2 separate regions of the Anas platyrhynchos genome follow, and region 2 is linked to region 1. A link is a contact called in public Hi-C data. All regions are on one chromosome and are shown on one strand. The core of a region is the stretch at or near the end of the contact, and the rest is flanking DNA. Distances in the headings are between cores, read along the strand shown.

Evidence for each region. A called contact is a pair of places that touch in the nucleus more often than the background predicts.
Region 2: a contact with region 1 is called in a Hi-C map of subcutaneous adipose tissue, with 4 times the contacts expected there. The contact joins the promoter of RPL17 here to the promoter of CFAP53 in region 1. A contact is called at or near these places in 6 of 8 Hi-C or Micro-C datasets (F5 follicle, liver, skeletal muscle and 2 more).

The regions. Positions count from the first base shown.
Region 1 is chrZ:1,977,083-1,983,053 of IASCAAS_PekinDuck_T2T, reverse strand. CFAP53 (cilia and flagella associated protein 53) reads right to left here and starts at 2,180. Exons shown (of 8, transcript XM_038170979.2): 1 at 2,022-2,180; 2 at 1,171-1,400; 3 at 454-627. The coding sequence starts at 2,090. It overlaps LOC119714488 (a long non-coding RNA gene), which reads left to right and starts at 2,298. Exons shown (of 2, transcript XR_011805714.1): 1 at 2,298-2,694; 2 at 3,784-4,312.
Region 2 is chrZ:2,144,084-2,150,006 of IASCAAS_PekinDuck_T2T, reverse strand. RPL17 (ribosomal protein L17) reads right to left here and starts at 2,033. Exons shown (of 7, transcript XM_005023913.6): 1 at 1,838-2,033; 2 at 1,419-1,471; 3 at 1,294-1,334; 4 at 82-216. The coding sequence starts at 1,458.

The DNA of each region.
Region 1 (5,971 bases), core at 931-3,430:
TTTCATCCCTCAGCCGAGCAGATCTCCAAGAATTGAACAAGTCAGATGGGATGCCAAGGCCTCGGGACCTGAGGAACACCTACAAATCTCAACGACTTCAAAGGTCGTTGCCAAATTTGGCATCCAGGAGGATTCAGCAGGGAATTTCAGGTTGCACTACAGCTTTATTCTGGAAAAGCGAGCAATAAATAAAACCAGCAGCCTTGGGCAACCCTAACTTCCCAAGGGCTTTCCATATATGAGCTTAAGAAGCAGGATTTAGGCCAAATAAATCTTCCAGGAACGCTTTTCATAACACTGAGCTAAAACTCTACCCAAGAACTACAAAAACATCCAATTTGGCAGGGGATTCTCACACAGGACAAGGATTTCTGCACTTTCTGTCACCTTCTTGTTAAATCGCCTTTTAGGATTTCCTTCCCCAAACTCTATTTGATATTGTTCTGGACCCACCTGAATTGCTGCTCCCGTTTTTCAGCCACCAGCTGCTGCCTTTCCTTCTCCCTCTCCTCCCGCAACAATTTCGCTCGCTCCCTCATTTTCGCTTGCTTCTCCAGCAGGGTTTCTTCAAACGCCTCCATCTCAGCAAAGTATTTATTTTCCTCGGCCTCCAGGAGCTCGCGAAGCCTGAAGTGAAGAAAACACTCGAATAAAAACCAGAATAATTTATCTGTTGAATGATTAAGTGAGGAACCGCGCTCTTCCCCTCGCATTTACGCCGCCCTAACGCGAGGATGGCCCCACACCGCATCAGGCTGCCCCGAAATTTCCTGCCTGGAGCTAACCAAAGCCCGGCAGGGGACGCGGTGCTGAGCAGCCCGCGCTAGGTGGCCCCGCTGAGCAGGGCCAGAAGATCCCAGCGGCTTCCTCGCAGCTCACAGCCGCTTGCTATAAAAAGAATAACGGAGAAAACTTCTTTCTGAAGCTATGCACAGCGCAGTTCTGTTGTGGTTTCGGTTTTTAGGGTTTTGTTGTTGTGAATTGTACTGGTGACAAGAGCCCAAAAGCTCCTCTTCGTTTTATGTTGCTTAATAACACAGCCATAACAACTGGGGTAACGTCTAAAATCAAGCCCTACTGAGTGTTTTTCCCCCCATAATCACCCCTCTAAGCACAGAGTTAAGTGGAAAACAGCCGGGCGGACACGGATTTGGGCTCATTCCTTGCTACCTCTCTCTTCTGCCATCGATCCCTGCCTGACACTCCTGCATCGCCGCCTCGACCTTTCTCCGCACGGCTCTGTGCAGCCATTTCTGCTCGTTGCGCTGCTGCCACTCGTGGACGCTGCGGCAGCGGTTGTAGAGCTTGAGGAGAGCGGCGTATTCCAGGAGCTCCTCTTCTCTGTCTCTGCGGGCCAAGACAAAATTGTCATTTCTTCGCTCTTTAGGAGGCCTGGCTCTCTGTAACAGAAAGAATGGCAGCGATGAAATTACAACTTTTTATTTTTTTTAATTGAATTGGGGTACGTAGAGAGCAATAAGGTCACCCCTGAGCCTCCTCTTCTCCAGGCTGAACAAACCCAGCTCCCTCAGCCACTCCTTGTAGGACTTGTTCTCCAGACCCCTCTTTCTGGACTCTTTCGAGCACTTCCATGTCCTTCTTGTAGCGAGGGGCCCAAAACTGAACACAGTACTCGAGGTGCGGCCTCACCAGAGCCGAGTACAGGGGGACGATCACCTCCCTAGCCCTGCTGGCCACACTGTTTCTGATACAAGCCAGGATGCTGTTGGCCTTCTTGGCCACCTGAGCACACTGCTGGCTCATATTCAGCCAAAAAACAGCACGAGAGCGTCACGAAAGGCCTCGAGGAGCTTCGCGCTGCCCGTTTACCCACCTCACAGCTTAAACCTCAACCCGTCCACCTCAGCTGTCACCCCCTGACGGCCTCACCCCCCTGCGACCTGGCCACACGCCCTCAGCCCGGGCTCGGGCCCGCCTCCTGCTGGCCCCACGGCCAACCCCAACACCAAGAGGCACCCGTTTGGAGCCTCCAAGCCCTGTGGCGGCTCCCGGCCGCTCACCATGGCCAAAGAGTGCGGGCAGGGCCCCAGCACCTCCCGCCGCCACCCCGGCCCCCTCCGCGCCGTCATGGCCGCCGCCGCCTCTCTCGTTGCTATGGTGAAGCGGAAGTGACGTCACGACGCAAGGGACGCTCAGAGCGGGCGGGAACCCGAGCGGGGGCTGCGCATGCGCAGTGCGCCCGCGCGCCGCCTGAGGGGGCACAAAATGGCGGCTGGGGGTGGGGGCGTCGTCATGTCGCGATGTCGCCTGTCGCCACGATACGTCGCCGGTTGGGGGCTTTTCGGCGAGAATGCGGCTCCTGAGAGGGGGTAGGGGTGGTGCGCGGCTCTCGGCAGCGCCTCAGGAGCTGCGGTCGCTTCAGGCTCGTTGCCCGCAGTGAATTTGCCCCGGGACAGGGCTGCTGCCAAGAGCTTCGCTTCCCTCCAGATAACCAGGACCGGGCTGATAAAACATTGAAAACATGATCTGAAGGCAGAAAGGAATCTTCAGAGTTTGGTTTGGTAGAGATTTACGCTGTTATCCGAATCTGACTCCTGGAGGCGTTTGGGAAAGAAAAACAACTTCAGTGAACAGTGCTGCTTTTTTTGTTTGTTTGTTTTTTTCCCCTGAGGTGAAAATGAGAGGGTTGAATTTCTTGCTACGCTGTAGTTTTGATTAATATTTGTGGGAAAAGTAAATAGGAAATGCCTTAGTCAGCACTTAACAAAAAAAATCAATTTTATGTATAATACAGTCGAGAAATGTGCAGCATTTCACCTCTTTTAAATTTTTAAATAAACAATGGAGCTGTGGATCTTCCAATCCCACTACTAATTCTTTTTTTAAGTCCCTCCACCACCTGTAAAAAAGATCTATTCCTAATTTTAGCGTTAAGGCATGGGTAGTTGGTGATTTTATTCTTATTTTACGTTAACAGCTGATGAGAAATCAGATTGTCCTTAGCCAGAGGGGGTCCTGGTCACTGCATATTTCAGGATTTCCCCATGGGGTGGACATATATAGGATATATATAGCATATATTCTGTTTATTATTTGTTGGCTTGGATCCCTGAGGGAGTGTTGTAACTGCCTGCTCCGGGGTTGTGTAAACAGTTTGGGGGCTTTTTTCTGTTCCAGCAGGAGCCACCCCCTTTTGTAATCTGACTGGCACTGTCAGAACGCCTTTATGGGGTCAGGGCAGTCACTTTAATGGGTTAGTCCTAACGAAAGGTAAAAATCCCTTATAACTGCACAAGCCCTGAAGCAAAAGGGGATCTTGTGGGGACTTTCTGGGTGGCCAAGTTCCCATTGGGCAGAAATGCGGCCAAAAATGTTATAAATCCTGTAAAGAGTAGATCACAGGAGACGTTCTGGTCCTAAAACCTGCTAGTATTTAATCCAGACCCCGCAGCACAGCACCAACTCTTGTCAAAGGCACTGAAGAGGAATCCTCCGTGCTGAAACACCTCTCGCTGAGAACTTCACAAGAAAATAAAAACATTTTACGCTCGGCGAGGGGCGGGTAGGGCAGCACCACGTGGCAGTTACTCGGCAAACGGGATTCTGGTTTTAACCAGTGCCTTTTTGTGCCAGGAGGGAAAACCCACTCACAATCCTCCCCATTTCTGAATTCCCCTGGGTTTTCCTCGCTGATCACACTCCAGACCGTCTCCAGTTCCTCCGGTCACGCTTCCTTTTAATCCCTCCTGCCAGAGCTTCCAGGCAGTCTTCAAAATACGTGCTCAAAAAAATCCTAACTCCTTTTTTATTATTTTTTTTAAGGTCCATCAGGTTCTTTTATTCATTTCCCAGAGGGATTTGCTGATCGCTCCCATCCACATGATCGTGTGAGTCAGAGACAGGAGACACAACCACGCCGAGCACGAGCAGCAGAGATCAGAACTTTTACTAGCACGTGGTTCAGGAGCAAGTTTAAAATCAAACCTTTTTTTAGTCCCAAACTAACAAACTGTGAAGTTTTGCTGCTAATAATTCCTGCAGCCCATGAGTTCTGCAGATGTTCAATCGTGCAGCTGTAATTAGTGTCAGTTGTCAAAATTATTCAGGGATATCTTTACTAAAACGCTTGTTTCTTTCCCAAATCTGCCTCCCCTTGGAATCGCACAGGACCTAGGACAGGTCTAGGACAATTTCCCTAGTGTAAAAAGGAGAAAATGTCATTTTTTATTGTTGAAAAAATACTGTTTTTTAAAAAAAAAATCTACTGGGACAAGATTTGAGCCTTTAACCCGGCTGAAATATTTAAATAATATTTAAATAATACAAATAATAAAGAGGAACCGAAAATAAATTTGAGTTTTGAGACTTTTTGCTAATTCAACCATCATCCAAAGGTTCCTTCCCTGTAGCTAACAAGCTCTCTTCTCCGCATTTTCCTCCTCGATGCTTTTTATGTGAAGGTTTTCCAGAGATTGAGCTGTTTTAGTGGATTTGAGAGAAAAGATCACACGCTTCTTTTGCATCACGCTCACATGCCAAGCGCAGGAAGCTGCCCCCAGCCGCCCCCGTTGCGACAGGCAGTGTGACTTTTGCACCGCCGGTCACCAAAATGTCACTCGTCATCTGGCGGTTGGCACAAGGAGAAACGCTGAGGAAAGATTAGATAAAAGCGGAGCAGGAGGAAAGGGCAGGTTCCACTGAGATGGGTTAAGGTGGTGATGGTCCTGTGAAGTTTGATGGGCTTTGCGCTAGAAGATTGCAAAAGTTGTTTGCAGGGGTGGCAGGGCTGTTTGGTGAGGGGTTTGGGGAGATTGGAGAGAAAAGGGGCGGATATAGGATCGAGGAGATGAGAGATGAGGAGAAGAAAAAAAAATAAAAGAAAAAAAAAGCAAAGAAAAGGAAAGGAAAAGAGAAAATAAAAGAGAAAGAAGAAAAATAAAAGAAAAAAAGAGAGAAAAGAAAATAAAAGAAAAAAAGAGAAAAGAAAAGAAAAAAAAGAAAAGAAAAATAAGAAAAGAAACGAGAGAAGAGAAAAGAGGAAAAGAAAAGAAAGAAAAGAGAAAAAAGAAAATAGAGAAAAAAGGAAAAGAAATAAAAGAGAAAAAAAGAAAAGAGAAAAGAAAAGGAAAGGAAAATAAAAGAAAAGAAAAAAAAAAGAAAGAAAAAAGGGAAAGTAAAGGAAAGGGAAAAGAAACGAAATGGAAAAAAAAAGGAAAGGAAAAAGAAAAAAGAATAAGAAAAGAAAGGGAAAAGAAACGAAATGAAAAAAAAAAGGAAAAAGAAAAAAGAATAGGAAAGGAAAGGATAAAAGGGTAAGGGCTTAGAAATTGCAACTCAATTACCTTCAGCTCCTGAAAAACAACATCAAAGAGCCCATGGAGTAGGTAATGAGAAAATCATTTGTAAGCAACTAGAAGGAAATAGGGAGAGGAGTACCAGGCACGTAGATTTGACAAGGACAAACGGTTTTACTCTCATTTCCTTCTGTGATGGGTAACAGGCCCTGGGGGGAAAGAAGCAATAAATATTAACTGATAAAGCTTTTAACACGGTGATTTTAGGACTGATCCGGTGGAGGATGGTCCAGAACCTGTCTGAGGTGGTTACCTGAGAAGTTATCCTTGTATCCAAATTACTTTATAGCCCACCTTTAATACAAAATTGATTTTAATAACATTTTGCTCCAATACAAACAGCATACGTGCCGTAACATCTTGATTAACACTATTTAATTTCTCGTTGTTAAATATCTTTAGATCTTTTTATTTTTTAATAAAATAGAAGACTTAACCAGCAACCACAAAAGGAAAGTATTTAGATATTAAACAAAGTTTTGGACTGTCTGGCTGGTGAAGTTGTTTCTTTGGTCGTTTTTTTATTCCTCTGCATTTCACTTCAAGTGCATTTTGCCCTTTTCCCTTCAAAATTTGCCCTTTTGTTCTAATTTGAAATATTTTCCCCGGATTAGCGGTCATTACCACAGATCGTTAACAAGCTAAAAGTTTTCCAG
Region 2 (5,923 bases), core at 784-3,283, 170 kb before region 1:
CACCGTACAAACATCACTTTTTGTCCCTTTTGTAACGAATCCCACCCAAAACCCTTCCCACGTCCTCATCCCAGCCCTCACCTGGGCGCATCTACCAACGCCTCCGTTGTAGCGACGGAAGGGAACGCACTGCTTCTTCAGGGTGACGTCCTTCAGGTACTTGGTGGCCTTGCGGATGTGCATGCCCTTGATGGCCTGGGCAGTCTCACGAGTGTTCTGACAAGAAAAATAAAAACACACTGAAAGCTCCTCTTAACACTTCTTCCCATGTTCTAATGGGAGTAAAAGCACTCGCCCCTTTCTCCTGGATTTTCACCCTTCTTTTCCTTTCTCCAAGGAAAGACACCATCAGATTCTTTATTACCACAAACTCAGTTTAAAAGAAGCCACCAAAAAAAGAATAATAATTAGCATCTTTTTTTTTTTTTTTGCTACTTACAATTCTTAGTATGACCCCCATTACCGACTTCACAGCTCTCTGATGCCTTTATACTGTTTTTATACCCCGAGCTTTCCACCCAACAAATTTAAAATTCAGGATTTCTCCTTATCACAGCTCCCTCTTTGGCCACTAATCCAAAAAAGCGGAAGCCTGAATGACAAATTCCTGTCACAACACCCAGTATGGCACCTCACAGGAAGCAACGAGGACACAAGCTATACAAACAAGCCACAAAATTTAACATTTATGTAAGGGGACTAAAAAAAAGAGAGAGTGAAAAGCATCAGAAGAAAAATCAAGGATAAGGCATCGGTGCTTAATGAATTTACTCGTTGATTTCTGCATTTAATATATGATTATAATAGAAGAACAAACCAAAATAAAGCTTTTTTCACCTGCACTATATAACACTCATCAGAAAAGCATATTCTCAGCTTTGTTTTCGTGATTAACTCAAATTATTCTTACATTCCCTGCTAACAGTTTTCCAGTGAACTCATATCACCACTCATGCCAAACACTTGCTGCCATACTTCTCGGCCACTAAAATGACAGGATGAGCAGGGAAATCCTTCCCAATAGAGACAAATACAACAAATCACCATTTCTAGCCCAATTCCTCCTGCTACCTTCCCCCCAATTACCTGTTTCCTTCTCTATTAGGCCGCAATCTAAGAACAGCCCCTTTTATTTTTGTTCCTGCGGATAAAGGTCATTACAAGCAGCCTGAGCACACGCAGGCCATAACCTACACCACCACACTTCAGTAATTAACTAATAAAATGGGAAAATAAAGGCCACCTGCTTCCAAAATCGAGCTTGGGTTTCCCCACTGCGCACCGGCCACGTACCTTGAAGTGCACCCGCAGGTTGGAGCCCCGGGACTTGCATGCTGCGGAGAGAAGAGACCAATTTCTTTAAAAAAACAACGATTTCAGGGAGCAATATGGAAATAAGAGGCTGGAGAACAACTCACATTTCGTGGGGTTCTCCGGATCCAGCGAGTAGCGGACCATCCTGGGAGCTCAGCTGCGAAGAAAACGGAAAAAAAATCACATTAAGCTTCTAATAGACATGGAGAAGGCTGAGCTCTTTCCTCAGTGCCGACAGCTAGCTGAAAAGGCCCCTCAGAGATAAAATTTTCCACAATTAAATCTAAATATGTCCTAAGAAAGCGTGTGTCCCCCCCCTCGTTCCCTCCCCGCTGCCTCAGGGCCCGCTCCCCCCTCACAGCCCCGGCACCTCCGCGCTCCGCCATCTGCGGCACCAGCGCCACAAACAACGATGGCAGCAGCGAGCCCGAGCCTCCTCCGAGGCCCCTCATGGCCTCCCCGAGCTGTTCGGGGCCGGATGATGCCGGATGGTGGCGGATGGCGGCGGATGATGAGCCCTCACCTCAGGGAGGCGGCGGGGAAGAGGAAGGGCGGCGCCGGGCGGGAGGCGGGGAGAGCGCCGGGGCCGCTCTCGCGAGAAAACGCGGGGGTGCCTCAGCTCTGTCGTGACATCGGCTGTCGCGACAGAGCCGGGCAGCACCCGATAAACAGAGAGAGTGGCTGAGAGTGGGGTCCAAACGCTGTTTGAGCTCCACAGGGAGCCTCGCCCCAACGCCCAGCCCGCCCCTCCCCTGTCCCATTTGTGAGGGTTCAAAATTAGGGTTTTGCAGTGAAAATGTCCGTCAGTCCTGCAGATCCTAAAGAGATCGTGCTGGCGTAACGGTGGGGAGGAGGTTAAAAGGGTAAAGGGACAGTGGAAGGTCCAAAATTCCCCAAATGGCCAAGTAAAATTGTCTATATTTGTATATATTTATACATATTTGCACCCCTCGGTACAAGAAGGACATAATGGCCTGGGACGTGTCCAGAGAAGGTGGTGAAGGGTCTGGAGCACAAGTCCTGTGAGGAGCTGAGGGTGTTTAATCTGGAGAAGGGGAAGTTTTATTGCTCTTCCCAAAGACCTCAGAGATCTCATTGCTCTCTACAACTCCGTGAAGAGGTGGGGAGCTGGGGTCGGCCTCTTCTCACCCACAACTAGTGATAGGACCAGAGGGAATGGCCTCAAGTGGTGCCAGGGGAGGTTCAGGATGGAAATGAGGAGATTTTCTGTCAGAAAGTGTCGATAGGTACAGGGACGGGTTGCCCAGGGAGGTGGTGGGGTCACCGTCCCTAAGGGTGTTCAAGGAGAGGTTGGACGTGGTGTTTAGGGACATGGTTTAATGGTGACGTTGGTTGTAGGGTGATGGCTGGACCAGATGATCTCAGAGGTCCCTTCAAACCCTAATGATTTTAGGATTCTACATCCAGGGTTGCCCTGTTTCAGGAACCGTGCAGGTCCTTTGCCTATTGTGGGGCGAGTGGCACCGAAGGGCCAGGGAAGTTAATCCCCTCCGTCCGCCTGTAGCACGTTTGGGTAATTCCTACTGTCCTTAACCCTATTTCACTTCTGGGAGCTTCTGCCGGTGCCTTTGCCATATAACCAGGACAACAAGAAGGGGGTGAGATGGGCTGCGTGGAGAGGCAGATTCGCGACTGAAGCAGTTGCAAAATTGCCCTGGCGGCTTCCTGGCTATGCAGGGATGACACCTGTTTTATTCAGGAAAGCCAAGCCTGGTCATCTGAAAAAAAGACCCAGACAAACCAATTTCTCTCACCCTCAGGCCAAGGCCAGTGTTGGGAGATCAATTCGGTGAGGCTGAAGCAAGTCCAAGTGCTGTAGCTAGGTGGCAGGCTAGGATTAGACTAGAGAGCAGGGACACCACATAGCACGAGAGAAAAAAACAAAAGATTCATGTTTATGGATCACAACTAGTATTTATTGCAGCATTATATAAATATATATATAAATCGAAACTCTATGTGTTAATGGAAAATGCATTTCTCGTTGTAGGTTGTGTTTGCTCGGGAAGTTGACCGAGAAGCTTTGCAGTAAAACGAAAACATCTCCTGAAAGTGGTACCCAGCTACAGCAAAACGCTTAGAAGAAAAGTTAGATGGAGTGGAAGAAAGGAAAAACAACACAAAAAACATTGATCTGCTGTCCAGGCACATCCCTGGTGTGAGAGAGGTTTGGGGTTAAACTCTGTTTAGATTAAGCAGGCAGAGCAAGATCCTACTGCCCGTGTGAATGCTCGGACCACTGGGATATTTTCAGATCTCTTCTTTAACATTAATAAACTCCACAGCTTTGAGGCTAGGATTTCACCCAGATGAGATGCGGAAAATATTTGAGCTATCGCAAATATTTACACGGGTGGAAAGCGCAGAGCCGTAATTTTAAGCGCAGTTCCCCGTTCACCTGCCTTAAAAGGTTCCTTTGACTTTGCTGTCGAGGAGATGCTTTCTGCATCTTTTCTTACAGCCTCAATATCTCCGAGTAACTCGTTCAGGACCGACCTCAAAGCAGGGAAACCTCGCAGCACTGCTGGGGTATGGGCAGATATTATTTCTTCATTTCATATATGAGGTTCCTGTAGAAAAAAATAAATAAATAGAAGACCATGCTGTCAGGAATGCATGCTAGCTTTTGGTGTTGGTGCTTATTTGGGACACTCAAGGTTTGTTTTTTATCAATTAATGCTTCCATCATTATCCATGGGGGCAGAAGCCACTCAGCAGGTCAGTACACACAGCAACCTCAGCGTGGTGGCAATGCGAAGGAGGATGAGCCTTGTCAAAATACACACGCAACAGCCTTTCTAAGCCAAGGATTACTAGAGAAAAAGAGACTCATGGCTTTGAGGAACAGTAAAAATGGAAGAAGATCTCTCAGAGAGGGGTTTCGACACTTCCTTAGTGTCTCAGTTTCTTTTTCTGTGGAACAGAAATGGTGATATTTCCGGGAACGCTAAGCGTCCAGATGTAATAGATTAAAATTGAGCAAAAACCGAGGTCCTCAAGCACTTCCACTGCAGGAATCTCCACTCACGGCCAGCCTGAGTGCAACTCTCCATCGTTACTTCTGCTCTCCATGGGAAGGAAACCATGGGCAGCACCTTTACAGGCAGCTGCTCAGCAGCAGAGCCCAGGAGCAACGGGACATTGAGAGAAAGCTGGAAGGGAGATGTGAAAAATAAGCACGATGGGAATCACCCCGGGGTCATTCATCAGTCAAATCCGAAGCCACATCCTAACCACAAGGGGCAAAGATGTTCCTACCCGTCCTGCTTGGTCCTTGGCATTTACCTTACAGCCGCGGCTTGTGGAGCCCAAAAATTTCTTTCACAGAAATTCATACAAACGGGTCGCTTGCCCTAATGGTTAAGCAGAAAAACCTGAAGGCAAAAAGCACCCAGTGTCTATTTTAAATCGAAACCAGCTTGAACGCCGGAGCTGGAAAGTGCTGAAGGCTTTGCAGCCTTCCCACAGCTGCCCGCGCCGTCTCCCTGAGCTCTATAATATGCCTTATGCATGCGTGTGTTTAAATATAGATATAAAATATGGATTGTATAATAAATGTAAGTTAAATATAATGATGTATTCATGTTGTTTTTTTTTAATAAAACAAAGTGGGGACCTGCCAGGAGCACGGGCAAAAGGGCACATCAATAGGTGAGGCTGTAAGACTCGATGATTGCTGGCGGATCAGCCAAGAGTGACGGGTTCATCCACCCCCTGCGCGCCCAGATAGGGGGAAATCAGCGGTAAAACAAACCTCCTGTGCGACTGAATAACCTTGTAGCCAAAGTCGGTGTTTATTCGACGCGTTCCCTGCCAGCGAAGCATTTACGCAGGTTGTGCAGGGCTGTGACTGCTTGTTCCTGGCTTTCAGGAACGCCACCAAGCCCTCCACTAAACCGTATCGCTCAGCTCTACATCTAAGCGATGGATTTGGGAGTGCTCAAAACCAAGCTCTGGATGGCTGGTGGGGGATATAGGCTGGGAAGTTTTCCCATTATTCTGCTTTGGGGTCTTTTAGAGGGCGATCACCGCGTGGTGGTCCCGAAGAGCCCTCCAGGCTGCTGCTGCTGCCCGCAGGCTGGGGGCAAGGCAGGTGTTTTGGGGGCTAGGAAGGCATTTGGGGGCTGGGCAACCACGTCCCCTTTCAATCTGAGCTCTGAGGACATTTACTGACCACGCTTCCCCTCCAGATTTGGCCACGTTCATGCAAAATCTGCAAATTTAAGGGAATAAGCGTGTGGATGAGGATACCCTCTCCGCACATCAACCCCAAATTCCTCCTCTCCGGACTCTGCAGCAGCTCTAGCCTGGCTGTAACAGGGAGGGAACGCATGGATGGTAAAAAGGTACAATTACAAAAAAAAAAAAAAAGGTGTTTTTATTTATTTATTTTTCGTTTTGCGGGTTGCAGAGGTGTCAATGCAGGCACCGGCTTCCAACCCGTGCTCGTGCTGTGGCTGGAGGTGCTGTAACGTCCCGCGTATGATCAGGATGAGATTGATACATGGAGAAGACAGAAAAAGAGAGAAAAAGAGAAAAAAAGAGAGAAGAAGAGAGAAAAGTCATCAAAGAAGCCACATCACGTTGC